Linked DNA regions of Zea mays: region 2 is linked to region 1. Evidence: chromatin contacts called from public Hi-C data. All regions are on one chromosome and are shown on one strand. The core of a region is the stretch at or near the end of the contact, and the rest is flanking DNA. Distances in the headings are between cores, read along the strand shown.

Evidence for each region. A called contact is a pair of places that touch in the nucleus more often than the background predicts.
Region 2: a Hi-C map of leaf shows a contact between it and region 1, with 4 times the contacts expected there. The contact joins the promoter of LOC100501637 here to the promoter of LOC100275521 in region 1. A contact is called at or near these places in 7 of 25 Hi-C or Micro-C datasets (ear, endosperm, leaf and 2 more).

What each region holds. Positions count from the first base shown.
Region 1 is chr2:199,470,387-199,473,272 of Zm-B73-REFERENCE-NAM-5.0, forward strand. LOC100275521 reads left to right here and starts at 1,520. Exons shown (of 8, transcript NM_001149580.2): 1 at 1,520-1,689; 2 at 2,261-2,367; 3 at 2,579-2,616; 4 at 2,708-2,790. The coding sequence starts at 1,615. It overlaps LOC100192865 (proteasome subunit beta type), which reads right to left and starts at 1,437. Exons shown (of 6, transcript NM_001138054.1): 1 at 1,105-1,437; 2 at 128-204; 3 at 1-56. The coding sequence starts at 1,217.
Region 2 is chr2:199,604,329-199,607,214 of Zm-B73-REFERENCE-NAM-5.0, forward strand. It overlaps LOC100501637, which reads right to left and starts at 1,509. Exons shown (of 5, transcript NM_001323345.1): 1 at 1,219-1,509; 2 at 1-367. The coding sequence starts at 335. It overlaps LOC103647585 (a long non-coding RNA gene), which reads left to right and starts at 2,638. Exons shown (of 2, transcript XR_562923.3): 1 at 2,638-2,886.

The DNA of each region.
Region 1 (2,886 bases), core at 270-2,769:
GCCAACAGCCTTAATGCGTTCCACACTCTTGTATCTCAAAGTTGATCCATAGGATGCTGCAAAGAGAAGATGAGACTAGGTTCCCCATCGAGATGGCATCTATCTGTGCAGAGGAACTGGGACCAACCTCCAGTGTCACATGCCATGATCACACCATCCTTGTATTTCAAGGCAATGACTGAAGTACCAGTCACATACGGATACCTGTTGATGTGAGACAATGACAGGAGGAAATCATGTGAACCGATAAACTTATCAAAAGTGAAAGCATCAAAATAATAGAACTATAGATGAGTTGAATAGAAGTGCCACACTACAAGAAGCTTGGAAACCATCCTGAAAAAAAAAATCAAGCAAACAATTCCATGTTGCTTTAGCAGAGAGGCCAACACAAAGGTAGACAAAGACTACACTCCGGTTGTACACTTCGGACATAGCATACGGTAAAAATCTGGTTGTACACTTTCCGTAAAAGCATACAGACCAAGTAAATTAAGTTCAATTCTAATTTAAATGATGTTATTGTCATAACAGTAGCTCTTGTTTGCCAATTCATACACTGGATCAATACCTGGAGACAGGAAAATGGGGGGAAACTAATGGTCACACCCACTTAAAAACCCCATGGGTCTTCCAATTTTATTCCGACCTATTTCGTAACTAGTGTTAAATGCCACTACTCAACCATATGCACAATAACGTGTAATCCCCACAAGCTAAACAACATCGAAGCATCCCGGCTGACAATTGAATTATTAACCTTAATCCCTAGCAGCCCACGTTAGGGACAGTACAATTGAACCATTAACCTTAATCCCTAACAGCCCACGCGGACCCAATGAACAAAAACCTATTTTTTTTCGCAAAAAGGTTTCATCGCGGGGGGCAAAAAAACCCTACCCGATGGAAGATGAGAATTTTACTATCCGTGTTAAATCACCCTAAACAACTAACAGTCCACCGCAAAATTTGCTCAAATCTTAGCCCGAAGAAAGTGGGGCAAAGTAACGCAGAACCGCGATCTGAACCGCGACCGGAAGCACCGAAATCTTCACCCAAAGGAGAAGTCGCGATCTGAACCACAACATAAGACGACAGACTTACTGCGTCCGCTGCGTCGCGCCTCCCCCTGCCGCCGCCTGGCTCCCGCCCGCGGGGTGGGATCCCGCCGGAACGTTAGGGCCACTGCCGCCGATCGTTTTGGAGAAGCCGTCCATGACGCTGAGCACGGAGGTATTCTAGATGGGAGAGATCTCGATGGGAGACGGTGGCGTTCGCCGGTCGATGCGTGGGTTAACCGCGCTCGGGATCGAGGGTGCCGAGAAACGAACAAAGGGAGCAGCAATGGCGGCGGCCTGGTGTTAAGAGGTGACCTTTTTCTTTCTTGCAACCGAAGCCGAAGAGGAGAGCGCCACCTATGGGTTGAGATCCAAGCCGGCTGGGCTGGGTCTCGTGGGCTAGTATATGAAAACCAACGGCTAGGATGGATTAAGAAGCGAGACAACATCAGGTCAACCGTCCGATCCCCTCAGAGCTAGGAGTGGGGACCAGGGGAGCTGGGAGTTTGCGGCTTCAGCTGCTGCTGCGAGCCTGCGACCTCCGAGGCGGAGCTCAATGGAGTTATCCACTCCCGTCGGGAGCTCCCTTGCTAGAACTGCGACCATGGCCCTCGTTAGCCCCAGCTTCAAGGTAAGCAACTCCCTTAATCGGACGCTTCACTTCTCTGCGTGGTTGCAACTTGCAAGGATAATCTCGGTTGCAGTAACACTTTCTGGGCAGTTATGCTAGAATAGTTCAGATTAGGCTAAGATATTTTGGCCATATCTTGGTCTGGTCCACAGCTAAAGTCTAGTTTTGGGTGGGCACTTTGCTGCCTGTTTCTTCTCGGATTTGGGAAGAAAATTAGGGTTCAGTCTTCACTTTTCAGTGATCATTTTGCTCGTGGGATCGTGTGTACAATGACTCAAGGAGGACTTTAACTGAGTTCTGAGTTTCAGAGATTTTGGTATGTACAATCAAATTCGGAGAGCGGTACTGATATCATTTTATTGAGCTCTAGTGAAAGGCTTATATGAGTCTAAAACATGTTCCGACTTCAGAAAGTCAAATGTTGTTGCAAATTCATTATGTATGGCACTTTGTTTGAGAAGATTACTGAATTTAGCCTTGCATCATCTAACTTTTCATCTCGTAGTATTACTTTTCCTTATTTAGCTCTTCTCTTGAGAAATTCGGTCTGAATATGCAGTTTGTCCTGCAGATAACCAATCAAATGTGTGCCAGGGGTATGCCACTTGAATGCCAATTTCCTCATAGGCTACCATCTGTAGCTTGTTCAATGTTGTTAAACACACAACCTTCACAACGGTAGGTTGTTTTTGGTGCCTTCTACTTTTTCTATTGGTATACACAGTTCTTTTTACCTCAAAACTATAGTTAGGGATGATTTGTAATGACGAAAATAGTGATTGTTGCCTAATCTATTTCTATTATGCTACAACGTATCATGGAGTTGATGTCCAGTGCATAATGGTAATGAGTTAATCCTTTGGAATTGCTTATATAATTTCTCTTGCAGAACCAACCATAAAGATTGTGGTTTGCTTCAGGTGCAATGTACGACTTTTCTTCTTATCAATTCCTTGAAACTGTGTATGTTCTTAAAATCCTTGTGTATTTGACATCAGTCAATAATTTGAATTGTCAGGTACAGAAAACCTTATGCAGTCGCCAGTATCTTTCAGTGACTTCTCTGTTTCAGTGTGTGCTCAAGAGGATGGTCTGATAAAGGTTAGCTAAAATTTCACGGTCATCTCTGTGTGGAAGGTGTCAATGAATCCTTAACAGTTTTGACCAATGTCTTCTTGGTTTTATCTTTCCATTGCC
Region 2 (2,886 bases), core at 259-2,758, 130 kb after region 1:
ACACAGGCGTGGCGACCAGGGACCGGCCGGACCCCTCTGAGGATGGGGACGGGAGTGGCCGCCTCGAGACGGTCCGCGTGGACGAACTGGCCCAGCTGGATCCTGTCGCTCAGGATGAGATCGTGCTGCTCCTCTGGCAGGGAGACGTAGGTCGCGTGGGACGAGTCCGACACCTTGAGGTAGAACCCTCGGTTGGTGAAGAGGTCGCTCCCGGCGAGGGCCGGCACGATGCTGACCACCTGGAGGAGCGAGGACCGGTGCTCGCCGCCGACTTTCACGCCCGTGTTCATGTGCTGCAGGAGCTTCACCAGGACGCCCGGCACCAGCGAAGCCATTGTCGCGGATGCGGATCCTTGAGCGCATCACTCTGCAATGCATTTGTCCAACAGCGCGATTGATTGGTTGGTTGTCATCATCGTCTTTCACGTCAAAAAGCACGTACGGGACAAGTTGGAACGAAAACAAGAAAGAAGAGGTAAAAATCCGGCAGGCAACCTCGCAGTTCCTAACGAAAGTGGAGTGAGACCAGCACCCCCTGACCCTCAGGCCCTGAATGCAGTGAAAGGATGCGACTTTTTTCGCGGATGTTGTTCATGTGCAGAAACCTGGCATTTACTCATACGGCACCAAGAAATCGCCGCACGGTGATTCGGGTACGGGCATGGGACCTTAAAGAATTGCACGGAGACAAGACGGCGATTCCAGAAAAGACACGGATGAAGGAAATCGAACAGAAACCCTATTGAAGATGAACACTACTGTAACTGCAGTTCATTGACAGAAAGCACAGAACCCTCCTGAATGGGCGCGGCACGGGAGGCTGTGCTCGAAATGCCCGCTCGAAATGCGAACTACAGAGGCAGTACGCCGCGTCGCGTGGGGGAATACATGTCTTCGCTTGTAAAGGAAACGAAGTGAGCTCGGTCCAGTCCGAAACATGCTCAACAGACAGACACCACACGAGAGGCTCTGCACTGCACACCAGTAGCAGAAGAAGTCACCATGGCGGTGGTCCTGTGTGGCGTCGTCCCCGAACCAAACTTTACCCTCGACAAAGAAAATCTTGAGGAAAGTACCACCGCTGGTTGCCCTAGCGTCGGTATCGTGCAAACGCAAAGCCAGAACCGCAGAAGCAGAGCGCTCGGAGAGGAAAGGGAAGGCCAACAAAATCATGGAGCAGGGGGGAGGAGGAGGAGGAGGAATCGGGGGGACGCGAACCTCGCGGCGGAAATCCGGGCGCCCAGTGGGTTCTTCACTTCTTCTCCGCTCTCCTTGTGTGGGCGCACGGAGGGGGGCAAAGGCTGGCTCGGATTGGAGCAAAGCAGGCCGGGCTCGTGGGACACGCAGCTCCGCGCTGCTGCGACGCGGGAATGCCGGCCGAGGGCCGAGGCCGCGCGCGTCAGTCGTCACATCCAGGAAAAACAAGTCAAAGGGTCCTCACCCGCTCCGCGGTCTTCACTCGTTGCCCCCTGGCTGTGGCTGCGTTGGGCTGTGGTGTGGACTGTGGAGACTGGGGGTGGGTGCCCAATCCCAATCCCAGGCGGCAGTAGTAACCGTAGCACGCAGCTGACGAAGCGGACGCATCCTGACACTGTGGTGCGTGCACTGCAGCAGCACAGGCACAGGCACAGGCAGCCACCCGTCGTGGGCGGCCTTGCGTGGTGTGCAATAGCCAGTAGGTGCCTAGGTGGTGGTGCCTGGGTGGGGTGGTGGTGCGGCGAGCCGTTGCCTTCCTCGGGACAAGGGGTGTGTGGAGAGGAGGTTCCGTTCCGTTCTTTATTCACGCCACCGTTGTTTATTTATTATCCCCTCTCGAAAAAGTGAGGCGCGCAGAAAAACCGAGGAAACCTAACCCTGCCCGTGATTTTGCACAACCAACAGCAGTGATGGGTATGGATGGATTCCGAAGAGTAGCCGGTCCTGCCGCCGCCACCGATTGAATTGAATTGATTAGCGACGGCGACGGAACACGAAGCCGGCGAGTGATTGGCACCCCGTAACCACCCCCCCCCCCCCCCCGCGTAATGCCGCTAGATTAATCAGCCGGTACTGCGTGCTCATCGGCCGCGGCGAAGCAGTCCTCCAATGAAGCGCCCGTTAGGGGTCAGCAGCAGTATGGGATACAATAGAATAGAATCACGTGACGTTGGATGACCTTGTGCCTGGCCAAATGCCAAGGAGATGCTACGCACGCCTGACGGTACAAAGAGCAAGGAAAGATTCGGACCCTTCCCTGTTCTCGAGCGAGCGTCCATCTCTAGGCCTCTAGCGCCGGCAAATCAAGAACAACGCAACGACGAGCCCTGGTAGCCGAGCAGACAACATTGAAAACATTCCGCCTCCGGCCTCATCAAGCTTGCTATAGTGACTATATATATATAGTCACTATATATATATACTGCATTTGAACAGTGTCTGAACGGGGATAGCCGACTGAACAATGGAGGTTTGCATTCATTGAACCTGGGCCATGGCTAAGCTCTGGTGAAGCCTGAGCCTGACCAATGGATAGCCAAGCGACCGGACAACCAGTCCGGTGGCCTCGACACGACTCTGGGCACATCGAGTTGCTGTGCTGTATAAGGAGGGCACATTGGACAATGGCATATTGATTTACAATTAAGTTCCCTCAGGCTATGTTCGGTTGGTCCGGGATCGACAGGGATTACGGTCCAATCCACGTGGATCATCCCGGCGTGTAAAGTTTCCCGGCCCACGCTTAAAATTGTGTTCGGTTAGCCCACCTGGTATCCTTTTCCCGTCTTTTCCCGGCCATTTTCATGAAGTTCGTCCCGGGAACTCACCCACGCCGCAGGGACGTGGAACATTTCCACGCAAAGGCGAGAGAGGGAGGGCGACATATGTGGCTCATGAGGCGGAGGCGAC